4 separate regions of the Mus musculus genome follow, and all the other regions are linked to region 1. The links are chromatin contacts, called in public HiChIP or PLAC-seq maps. All regions are on one chromosome and are shown on one strand. Each heading gives the region's core, a stretch centred on a gene start, on an enhancer-like site or on the middle of the called end of the contact. The rest is flanking DNA. Distances are from core to core; before and after follow the strand shown. Region 1 overlaps Cacna1d (calcium channel, voltage-dependent, L type, alpha 1D subunit). Region 2 has its middle 22 kb from the start of 4831407H17Rik. Region 3 has its middle 18 kb from the start of Cacna1d. Region 4 has its middle 52 kb from the start of Cacna1d.

The links. HiChIP or PLAC-seq counts read pairs in DNA pulled down with a chosen protein or histone mark.
Region 2: an H3K27ac HiChIP or PLAC-seq map of acute myeloid leukemia shows a contact between it and region 1, with 4 times the contacts expected there. The contact joins two enhancer-like sites. A contact is called at or near these places in 5 of 115 datasets of contacts at active chromatin or transcription factors (acute myeloid leukemia, bone marrow-derived macrophages, embryonic stem cells and 2 more).
Region 3: an H3K4me3 HiChIP or PLAC-seq map of bone marrow-derived macrophages shows a contact between it and region 1, with 3 times the contacts expected there. The contact joins two enhancer-like sites. A contact is called at or near these places in 2 of 484 Hi-C or Micro-C datasets (CD4 T cells and uterus) and 5 of 115 datasets of contacts at active chromatin or transcription factors (bone marrow-derived macrophages, heart atrium, large pre-B cells and 1 more).
Region 4: a contact with region 1 is called in an H3K4me3 HiChIP or PLAC-seq map of bone marrow-derived macrophages, with 8 times the contacts expected there. The contact joins two enhancer-like sites. A contact is called at or near these places in 2 of 484 Hi-C or Micro-C datasets (bone marrow-derived macrophages and nephron progenitors), 3 of 115 datasets of contacts at active chromatin or transcription factors (acute myeloid leukemia, bone marrow-derived macrophages and large pre-B cells) and 1 of 9 other capture datasets (embryonic stem cells).

What each region holds. Positions count from the first base shown.
Region 1 is chr14:30,189,341-30,192,040 of GRCm38.p6, reverse strand. All of the region lies in intron 4 of Cacna1d (calcium channel, voltage-dependent, L type, alpha 1D subunit), which reads left to right. Among named protein-coding and RNA genes, the nearest start is that of Gm52107, 33 kb to the left of the region's middle. Within about 2 kb of position 1,275, at least 16 of the 459 cell types and tissues checked have an H3K27ac peak or open chromatin away from gene starts, as enhancers often do. A contact at or near this core is called in acute myeloid leukemia and bone marrow-derived macrophages, where this site is marked.
Region 2 is chr14:30,434,551-30,437,250 of GRCm38.p6, reverse strand. It overlaps a transcript of Cacna1d not described here. Among named protein-coding and RNA genes, the nearest start is that of 4831407H17Rik, 22 kb to the left of the region's middle. Within about 2 kb of position 1,335, at least 32 of the 459 cell types and tissues checked have an H3K27ac peak or open chromatin away from gene starts, as enhancers often do. A contact at or near this core is called in acute myeloid leukemia and bone marrow-derived macrophages, where this site is marked.
Region 3 is chr14:30,369,924-30,372,786 of GRCm38.p6, reverse strand. It overlaps a transcript of Cacna1d not described here. Among named protein-coding and RNA genes, the nearest start is that of Cacna1d, 18 kb to the right of the region's middle. Within about 2 kb of position 1,541, at least 3 of the 459 cell types and tissues checked have an H3K27ac peak or open chromatin away from gene starts, as enhancers often do. A contact at or near this core is called in bone marrow-derived macrophages, where this site is marked.
Region 4 is chr14:30,404,246-30,406,945 of GRCm38.p6, reverse strand. It overlaps a transcript of Cacna1d not described here. Among named protein-coding and RNA genes, the nearest start is that of Cacna1d, 52 kb to the right of the region's middle. Within about 2 kb of position 1,270, at least 70 of the 459 cell types and tissues checked have an H3K27ac peak or open chromatin away from gene starts, as enhancers often do. A contact at or near this core is called in bone marrow-derived macrophages, where this site is marked.

The DNA of each region.
Region 1 (2,700 bases), core at 26-2,525:
TTTCTGGATAAAAAATCTCTATAAAAGCATAGAAATGTCTATATATTAGCCACAGGCAGTTAGAAAACAAAACATTTAAATGTTACTATTTACAGTGTCACCAAAGCTATGAAATATTTAGGTATGGATAGCTTGCTGAAATGGGGAAGTCTTCACGGGAGCAATCAAAGAAGAGCTGAAGAAAGAGTATGACACCATGCTCATGGGTTGGAAGAATTAATGACCTTAGGTTTCTACTTCTTCCCAAATCAAGGTATAGATTGAATCCTAATCTAAATATTGTCAAGCTTTTGAAAAATTCACAAGACTTTTCTAGCATCTGTATGGAAATTAGAGAGACTCTAAGTTGGCCAAAGAAATCTTTAAGAACAAAGCTGGAGCCTGATCTTATGGCATGCTCTAGTGTTATTGGAGTTGAGATAATATTGATCTTAGGAGTTGACATAAAGATCAATGGAATCAAATAGGGCCATCTAGAAATAGACCCATGTGCATGCCACCAATTGATTTTAGAAAAAGATGCCATGATGATTCAATGGCATGAGGAAACTTTCCAGCAAACAGCGTGGAAACAACCATTTGTCAGTGTGAAAGACTAGCCTTACCTCAGACTGTATGTTACCTTCATCCAGATCATAGACTTATTTACAATTTAAAACTATAACATTTCATGGGGCAAATACTGTATACAGCCTGTAGGCAGGCAAAGCTTTCTAAGGCATAGGTGCTGTCAGTGAACTCCTTAAAATTCCCATACAAGTGGAGGAGGCTCAGAAGATGTTCAGTCAAGATGTAGTGAGTTCGAGGCCAGCTTGGGACATGTGTGATCCTATCTCAAAGAACAAAGAGGCAGAAAACAGCACCTATCAAAGAGACCATGAAAAGATTAAACTCTATCAAAACTTAAATCTTTTCTTCAAAAATTAGTGTGAAAAAAAATGAAAAAAGCATTTCCCATAGGGCAAAGAGTAAGGAAGGAAGGAAGTCAGTTAGTTCTTGGTCTAAAATATATATATATTTGGCATGCATACAGACAAAACTATTCAAGAATAGAATATACTAAAGGATGGGCAAAATAACTGAGTGGATCTTCATTTTTAAAAAAATGGCTGTCCAACAAAACCCTCAACATTGTTAGTAATTAAAGAAATGGTAATTAAAACCACAGTAACAGCACTGTGCCTACCGGGACTGCTGGTTGTAAAGAGAACAGATATATCAAATGGGAGCCACCATATGGGGAAATTGAAACTCTCATAAACCTCTTCTAAAACTGGAAGTGATAACACCCCTTAGAAAGATTCTTGAGGATTCTTCCAGTTTCTGTCTGCACCAGGAGCTGTTCCTGTGCCACAGCATTCTATACCCAAATACCATAGCAGGGAGAGAGCAAATCTCCCAGGAGTGCTGACAAGCCTGTGAGCACACATTAGACCACCGCTTCTGTTCAGATAGACCCACCAGGAGCCCTCAGGACACATGAACCAAGGAACTGCCGGGGACAGGATACTTCCAGTTTCTGTATGTGCCAAGAGCTGATCCTGTGACTCAGCGCTCCATACCCAAATACCACCGGGGGAAAGCTGGTCTCCCATGAGTGCCAAAACAACTGTGAGCACAGGTAAGACCACCACTTCTGCTCAAATTCCTGCCACAAGAGGGACCCACCCAGAGCCATCAGAACACAGGAACCAAGGAACAGCCAGGGACAGGATCCTTCTGATTTCTGTCTGCACTCCAGAGCTGACCCTGTGCCACAGCTCTCCGTACCCAAATACCTCCCTAAGACAACTGATCTCCCAGAAGTACTGACTCACAGGCTTGCAGGAGGGACAAGGCACAGTCAGAGACAGCAAGACCAGCTAACACCGCAGATAACCAGATGGCGAGAGGCAAGGGCAAGAACCTAAGCAACAGAAACTAAGGCTACTTTGAATCATCAGAAACCAGTTCTTCTACCACTGCAAGCCCTGGATACCCCAATACACCAGAAAAGCAAGACTCTGATTTAAAACCACATCTCATGATGATGATAGAGGACTGTAAGAAGGACATAAATAACTCCCTTAAAGAAATACAGGAGAATACAGGTAAACAGCTAGAAGCCCTTAAAGAGGAAACACAAAAATCCCTTAAAGAATTACAGGAAAACACAACCAAACAGGTGAAAGAATTGAACAAAACCACCCAGGATCTAAAAATGGAACTAGAAACAATAAAGAAATCATAAAGGGAGACAACCCTGGAAATAGAAAACCTAGAAAAGAGATCAGGAGTCATAGATGCAAGCATCTCCAACAGAATGCAAGAATTAGAAGAGAGAATCTCAGGTGCAGAAGATACCATAGAAAACATTGGCACAACAGTCAAAGAAAATACAAAATGCAAAAAGCTCTTAACCCAAAACATCCAGGAAATCCAGGACACAATGAGAAGACCAAACCTAAGGATAATAGGTATAGAAGAGAGTGAAGATTCCCAACTTAAAGGGACAGTAAATATCTTCAACAAAATTATAGAAGAAAAATTCCCTAACCTAAAGAAAGAGATGCCCATAAACATACAAGAAGCCTACAGAAATCCAAATAGATTGAACCAGAAAAGAAATTCCTTCTGTTGTATAATAGTCAAAACACCAAAGGCACAAAACAAAAGAAAGAATATTAAAAGCAGTAAGGGGAAAAGGTCAAGTAACAGAGG
Region 2 (2,700 bases), core at 86-2,585, 250 kb before region 1:
CCTTAGAGACCTTCAGGACATTAACAAGAAAATGAACACTTGTATCATGAGAGTTCTATAAGGAGAGGAGGAAGGGGATGTTGTTGATGTGCGTTCATAAGAAGTAATAGCAGTTGCTAAGAACTTACCGAAAAAGTTTGGCTAGGGAGAAAAACCTACATATTCAAGAATTGAGTAAACTCTGATAAAATAAACACAAAGAAATATTTATCAAGACTTGTAATTAAACTTCTGAAAAACAAGAAAAAAGTTTTAAACTCTCCATTTAAAGTTTAAAGGGCAGCAGATTTTCTGTCTGACACTACGAAGGGCATGGAGCAGTGACACAATGTTTTCATATTTTCAGCCATTACTAGACAAGACCATCGGATGCCAAATGCATTCTCAAGAGAGATCATTTTTTAAGGAACGAGAAAAGAAGCAAATCTATTTTGTTGTTGTTATTACTGTTTACTTGGTCTCTAGAGATTAAACTACCAAGAAAGATGTGCGCACTTGTGCAATAGTGGCACCACAGGCACAGGAGTAACCAACTGCTCTCTGGTTGGATTTGAACCCCACTCCACTGGAGGGAATACATCTCTGATACTGGAAACCTGGTTAAAAAAGCTCATGGTGGAAGATCAGGCCCTATGTGGGAATTGAATAACGTTGTTTAGCCAAATTGATATGGCATGTCAAGTAGCCCTCTGGAGATTTATGTTGATACCATAGATAAACGTTACTCTCAGCATTAATTAGAAAAAAAATCTCTCTCTAGCAAATGGTGATGAGCACAGAAATTCATGATACAAGGCATTGAGTTGTAGCCAAGTCATGTATCCCATACTAAGGCTCAAGGAACACTGTGAATGCGAGGGTGAAAGAATGGGAAAGCAGAGAACGAGAAGGGCTGTGTAATAGCCTTTCATGGGCAAAACACAGCCCTTCCAGTCAGAAAGCCACAGCAGGTCTGGATGTCTGCACTAGGTCCACATAAGAATGGGCCCATCCACAGTCAGGCCCGAGTGGAGGAGGATCCTTACTAGTGAACTATCTCTCCCTCGAGGAGAGGGAGAAAATCATACCTTGAAAGAAGGTGGACTTTTGTTACAGAGACTAGAACCTGAGACATGATTAGAAGTGGCCTGTTCAAGGTCATATAATGAATCACAGACACAACTGCTATCCCAAGTGTCAGAAAATAAAGGTACCTTGGGGTCAGAGAGATGGCTCAGTGGCTAAGAGTGCATACCGTTCTTCTTGGAGGACCCAAGTTCAGTTCTCAGCACCCACATAGGACAACTCACAACTCACAGAGGGAAATTCCAGCTTCAGGGGATTCATTGTCCTCTGCAGGCCTCCGCAGGCACACACACACACACACACACACACACACACACACACACACACACACACTTGTACACACATGCACATGTATACACACATGCACACATACACAAAGAGACACATACATGTACACACACTTGTACACACACATATATGCACATGCACACATGTACAAAAATAAAACAAATCTCAAAAAAAAAAAAAGGTGACGGCTCCTCCTAATCCCCTCTTCAAGGGGACAATGTCCCCTTCCATGTCCCTTCTTCTTCTCAGAGATCCTGGTGATTTCCATTTCTGCTTTACAGAACTTGGAACCAGACCCTCATGTGGGTCACTGTCATTGTGAAATTGCTGGCTCCTTCAGCCCCTGCAGCATCCTGTTACACATAGAGACTTTGCGTGGCAACACTTTGTATCTTTCACAATCCTCTCTACTTCCCCTTCCAAAATGTATCTGGGCTTTTCTAGATGTCCTCGCCCAAGGGAGAATGAGATTTCAAGACGGATTTTGTCTACATTATAATTATGGTTAGGGACAGCCCAGTGGGTGTCTTGGTAACATGGGTTTTGTCATACCGCCTTTTCTTTATGTCATTGAATGCAAAGGACTAGCTTTCCTTTAGCAGTCTTTGAAATACCTAAGGGAAGAACAGAATTAAAGATGTAAACATGTATCAAAGTATAAAAAAAATGGGTAAGTTGTGAGAAGAATATTAAAATGAATGTCAGTGGAGACCGTGCCTAATTTAATTATAAAGTTTTAATTAACCAATACTATTAAGCACTTCTGCTCTCCCAACCTTTCAACTATATTCTGTTCCTCATTTTTTATAGATTTTAAATATGAAAATGATGTTTATTTAGTTGTGCATTTTTGAATTGTGGGTAAATTATTTTATTTTTTGAGTTGTGTTTTTACTATGTCATGCAGGAACTCATGATCTTCTTGCCTTCTAAGTACTGGGTTTATAGGTGTGCCACCACAACGCCTGGTTATAGTACGCTATTGATTTACACACAAACACACACACACACACACACACACACACACACACACACACACACACACATGGGATTCAGATGTTCTATCTAGCTGAAGTTCATTTATTCCACTGTTGTGTAGTCTTGTAGCACAGTGGTTAAGCCATTGTCCTGTTGTCGGAGACTTTGGGAGTTTCCGGTGTTATTCCTTACTAACAAATGCTGCAAGAGCAGGCTTGTCCTGTGTCTTAGGGCAGTGGTAGAGGTTTTCTCTGAGATGTGTGTACTTCTTGGTTAGATTTGGTCTCAGATCTACTGCTTGTGTTTCTGCAGTTCTGCTTTGTACTGCAGGTAGCTGCCACCCTCGGGTTGTGCGTTTTGGCTTTTGTC
Region 3 (2,863 bases), core at 292-2,791, 180 kb before region 1:
GAGGCCAGTGGACTGGATTTGGGGGATAGGAGGAAGAGGTGAAGAGCTGTAGGTAGCCAACCTGCTTCCCTGGCTAGAGTCTATAACATGGTTTTTATCACATCAGCATGTGACAGCCATGCCTTTGTTAAAGCAATCAAGAGAAGAAGAAAATGTATAGTAGTCTACATTTGAATACATACTTACCATTTCCGGTGCTCACCTCCAAAGATTCAAGTTTCTGTCTAGTTTCTAAAACACTTTACTTTTTCTTGAAAAACTTAGTCTTCTGACCTTTTTAATGGTAGGAGTTCTGTTGGTTTTCATTTATACGAAAAAGACCTTTATTTACCTCTTACTTTTAGCCAAAAAGAATTGTTTCTTGTTTTTTCATGTTTGTGTATCTAACTTGACTCAGACTCAGACATTTTCACGCCAGCTAAGCAGCAATAGAAATCCCCCCACCCACCCCCAAGTTCTTTCAGTTCCTAGCTGTCATTTCTGTTGCCTGTTCTGGGGTTTTCTTCATGGGGTCCTGGTATGGTGTCAACCAGGAATTTGGGTACCACTTGTATTCAGATAATTTCTTAGTATAATACTTTTTGTGAGATCCTTTCTACTATCTTTTTTGCAGTTCCCCAGCCTTTCCACTAGCCTACACTCCATTTTAGGTTTTAAAATCAACCTGTCTGTCTGTCTGTCTATTTGTCTATCTATCTCTTTGTGTAAAGGTTTTGCTTGCATGTGAGCTTGTCTACCATGTTTGTGTGCCATGTGCATACCTGGTGCCAACAGAGTTCAAAAGATGATTTCAGATCCTCTGGAACTAGGATTACAGAGGACTGTGAGTTACTCACATGGGAGATGGGAGTTGAACCATGGCCCTCTGGGAAAGCAATCAGTGATCTTAACTGTGGAGCCAGTTCTCCAACCCCAGATCCCAGTTTTTAAAAACTTGTGTCTCTCATCTTATGTCTGGTTTTGACCAACTTCCAATTATTTTACACAGTTTAGACATTTTGTCATGATTTTGTAGTTTTTCTCTGGAGGAGAAATACATTTTCCAAGCTATTCCAGGGGAACCTTAACTATAGATTTAACAGGAGCAAGTGCCCTGGCGCCTGCCACTCTGTAGTTTTTCCATTGAGCTAGGTTGGGTTGGTTTGCTTCCTGTCAGGATCTCTTGAAGGCACTAAGGCCTTGCCTTCCGCTGCCTTGCAGTTGTGTGCTTTTCTTCTTCCTTTTTTTCTCTAACGTTAAAAAATTATATTGCTTCTCTCCTTTCCTTTTGTCTTAGTTAGGGTTTCATTGCTGTGAACAGACACCATGACTAAGGCAGCTCTTTTAAAGACAAATATTTAATTGGGGCTGGCTTACAGTTTCAGAGGTTCAGACCATTATCATCATGGCAAGAGCATGGCACCATCCAGGCATATACGGCAAGAGAAGAAGCTGAGAGTTCTACATCTTGATTCAAAGGCAGCTAGGGGGAGACTGTCCTCTGCAGGCAGCAGCAGGAGGCTTTCTTCCACACTGGCCTGAGCCAGGAGACCTCAAAGCCTGCCTACACAGTGACATACTTCCTCCAGCAGAGCCATGCTTCCTCTAACATGGCCATGTCTCCTAATTATTGCCACTCCTATGACCAAACATTCAAACATATGAATCTGTGGGCGTCAAGCCTATTCAAATCACCATAGCCTAAGTCTTCCCATATCCCTTCATTCCATCTCAAATTGATGACTTCCTTTTAAAAATTATCATACACACACACACACACACACACACACACACACACACACACAACCACAGAGTCTGTTTAATATGGCTTGTGTATATATATGTGATTTCATGCGCACCACTTTGTTTTGGATAACTAATAGGGGGTTTTCCTTATACCTGGGAGAGGCTAATTCTCCTTCTTTCTGCTGTCATTAGTGGCTTATTGTCCCTTGTCTCAGGGTGGGACCTTATGAGATTTCCTTCTTCTGCATTAGCATGTTATTGATATTGTTACTGTTCAGGTCTTGTTTAGGCAGCCATACTGAATCATACTGAATTTCCCTTCACCCCCTACAATCTCACAGCATCCCTGTTACCACGGCTCTTATAACTCTCTGCCTTCTCTTTTGAGATGTTCATAGAGCCTTAAGTGCAGGTATTGCATTGTAGATGTACCCCCTGGGGCTGCCTTCTTCCACCCAAGATTGGTTCTATGTTTACATTATTTTTAGAAAAATTTCTAGGAAGAGAAGTGGGGAAAATCTTCCCAGTGTGGAAGAGAGCCTCTGCCTGGCTGCCTGCGGAGGACAGATTCCTCTGCCTCACTTAGTATTTTTAGAATAATTTTCTAGGAAGAGAATTGGGAAAAATCCTCATTGTGTCCTTTAAAACATGAAGTCTCTTGCAGTCTGTGCACCGCCCAGGGTCTCTTTGGTGGCTTGTCTGATGTGATGTAGGAGCCACATCAATAGAGCCTTGGGAAGCCGTGGAGTTCCCGGTGCACAGAGACCTCTGAGAGGACACAGCATTCCTGCAGGGGTTGACTTCACGGCTAAGACTTGCAGTATTGCTGTCTTCCTTTTGGCTTCTACTTAGCCAGTTTCCTTGAAGGATCGTAGCCACTGTTGGTGTTTTCTCAGTAATGTGTAGCTCCTACTGGGAAAATGACAAGCAGACATTCGTGGGCAAGACCGGAAGAGTGGAGGCTGTGCTTGGCTTTAGGAAAAGTGACATCGTTAACATTTTAAATGATTATTTATTGGCTTACACAGAGGTAGGTCTCAATGTTGCATTCTTCAAGCCAAATTGTTTTTGATGTTTTTCTTCTGCTCCTCTGACCCACCCTGGAACCCCCTTTCCTCTTTCAGGCTGGATCTGACTT
Region 4 (2,700 bases), core at 21-2,520, 210 kb before region 1:
GGCTATCCTGGAACTCACTCTGTAGACCAGGCTGGCCTCGAACTCAGAAATCTGCCTGCCTCTGCCTCCCAAGTGCTGGGTTTAAAGGTGTGCACCACCACTGCCTGTTAAGACTATTTTTTGGTATGCATACCAAATAATGAGTCTCCCTATGACGTGTTCATCCACCGACATGTGCCTGCCTCCACTGTACTTTGCTTAGTCACCTTCATGACCTTCCTTTGCCCTCTCCCTGCTCTCACTGGTCCCCCAAATACTTGCCTTTCTACTTTTATGTCACATATGGTTTTATACATACATGTATATGTGAACACTTTCTGGCATCTCCTCCCCTACTTTCTGGCTTTACTTTCTCCCTAAACTATATAATTTATTGTTTGTTGTATTTATTGTTTGTTTTCTTTCACTAGGATGGAAGCTCTGTGAAGAGAGAGATTTCTGTTTTGGTTGTTTTTCAGTCCCATGTACCCAGAACAGCATCCTTCCAAAAGTATGAATTGAATGAATTAGCACGCACGTACGTGTGTGTGTGTGTGTGTGTGTGTGTGTGTGTGTGTGTGCATGTGTGTATGTTTGCAAGACTTGTTTGCTGTCAGCAATCCCCGTGTGTTGGCATCTGTGGGTATTGCTCATCTACCATTCACCGTCTTCAGGAAGGACTTATCTAGTCTCTGCCCAATGTTTCAGGAGCCTGGCTCCCATCACACTGTGGTGGAAGGGGCTAAGGTTATTTTAGTCAATGTGCAGATTTTCATTTATCTCCGCTTAGCTCTGCTTTTTACACTATTCTCTATGCCTTAAGCCACTCTCATCTAGATTCGAACAATTCTGGTTCTGTTTCAGCAGAAATGGTCCATCTGTTCTGCTGGGAAGGGGAACCAGTTTGATCTGGCAAGCATCTCGGGGTTCAGCTGCTGTCGCTGGTCTATTCCTCTCTTCTCTCTCATACTTACATTTCCTGATTCTTCTGGCGTTCTTGGGGACAGTTTCGCTTTCATTCCACAGGCGTCTTCCCTTGTGTGTCTTAGGTTTGACCTTTCACTCTTCTGATAAGTCATTTATCTTTTCTCCGTCTACTTACTGACTTTATGTGAAGTTTCTGTTTCTTCTCTTCCTTGTTTTGGAGGAACTTTTGAGAGGGAAAGAACCATCTGGATATTGAAAATTTCCCTCAAAAGCCATTTTCACCCAGATGTTTCACATCTCCCTTAGCAGCTGATCTAAAACCATTGGTGACCAAATGGAAAACCTTATCAGAGGAAGTGGGCCTTAGGAAAAGGATCCCAGAGCACTGAGTGTTAACAGAACCAGAGGAGGAGCTGAGAAGGGCCCCCTGAGGCCAATGCTTCACTGCACTCAGACCTTTTTTGGCTCTGTAGTTGCCATTTATGACTTTGTCTTTAAAGGCTAACCAAAAACTTGGCAAAAATAAAGATGCAATCATTGTTAAAATGAGAGAAACCAGGAGTGGAGAGGTAGATGGCTTAGTGATTAGCACGCTTGCTGGTCTTTCAGAGTGTGTGAATTCGATTCCCAGCTCCCATCTTGGGAGGGTCACAACCAGTTCCAGAGGATTTGATGAACCCTTTTGGCTTTCTCTGGCACTGTTACATGCATATATATTTGTGCTCATGCACAGACTTGTACAAATAAAAGTAAAAGTTAAAAATTTAAAATAACATAAAGAAATCTTATCAAAAGAAAATCTGCATCTATTAGAATATCATGCAGATATTAAAATCTATTTTGGAGATACTTTTGAAAAGTGAAAGACAAGACAGTGCTTTTCCCAAATAATAAATTTAATTTTAATAAAAAATATCAATATGAACATATACTTTATTGTCCAAAATGAAAACAAACTTAGATAACAACAAAATATTATTATTAAATATAGGACTTATGTGAAAGACAAAACTTTAGCCACTATAGCTTTGCTATGGAGATAAGCCCACCTACAAAATTACCTCTGAGAAATGTAATGATAACCTCACTCTGCGTATGGACAGTTGAAGTTTCTAAACCAGTTTTAGACTAGCAAATCCAAGCTTTAAGCCAGAGTATGGACTCTTGTTCCCATCAACTGTATCCATTTAGTGAGGTAAAGTATATCTGACTAAAAAATTATTCATGAGAAAGGTCTTTTTCTTCACAAGCAGTATTTAAATAGTTTTTAAAAAAAATATTCGTTTGATATCATGTACTTATTTGGAGAAATACAAGAGAATGAAGTGTGTGAAACAAGTTTCAATGGTTGGAAACATTTCAACAGATTGTGTGACCATGATCTAGGAGTGTTTAACGACAATAAAATGTTTACAATGCATTGATAAAAAAAAAACATGAACACGTGGTTTTATCATAAGGAAGCCTTCTAAAAGCTCAGCTATGTTAGGGATTAACTTAAGCCATTTGAAACAATTCTTAAAGTCCACTTCAAGTGAAGTGCTATATCTATCAGAAAGTACTGTTTTGTGGTTTATAAATGATCTGTCTCTCCCCTAGGTACCTACTTCTATGGGTAGAACTTGAGCAGTCACTGCTTTTCAGAGAAACCAATTACCCTTCCTGACTGTCTGGTAAAGCTGCAAGCCTTCTTTTTTTTCCAAGCTTTCCAAAATAATCTTTGTATGTCCTTCTAAAAAAGACAACCTTTTCTGGTACTTTGCCAAACTCTTTTATTTTTATTTTATTTTATTT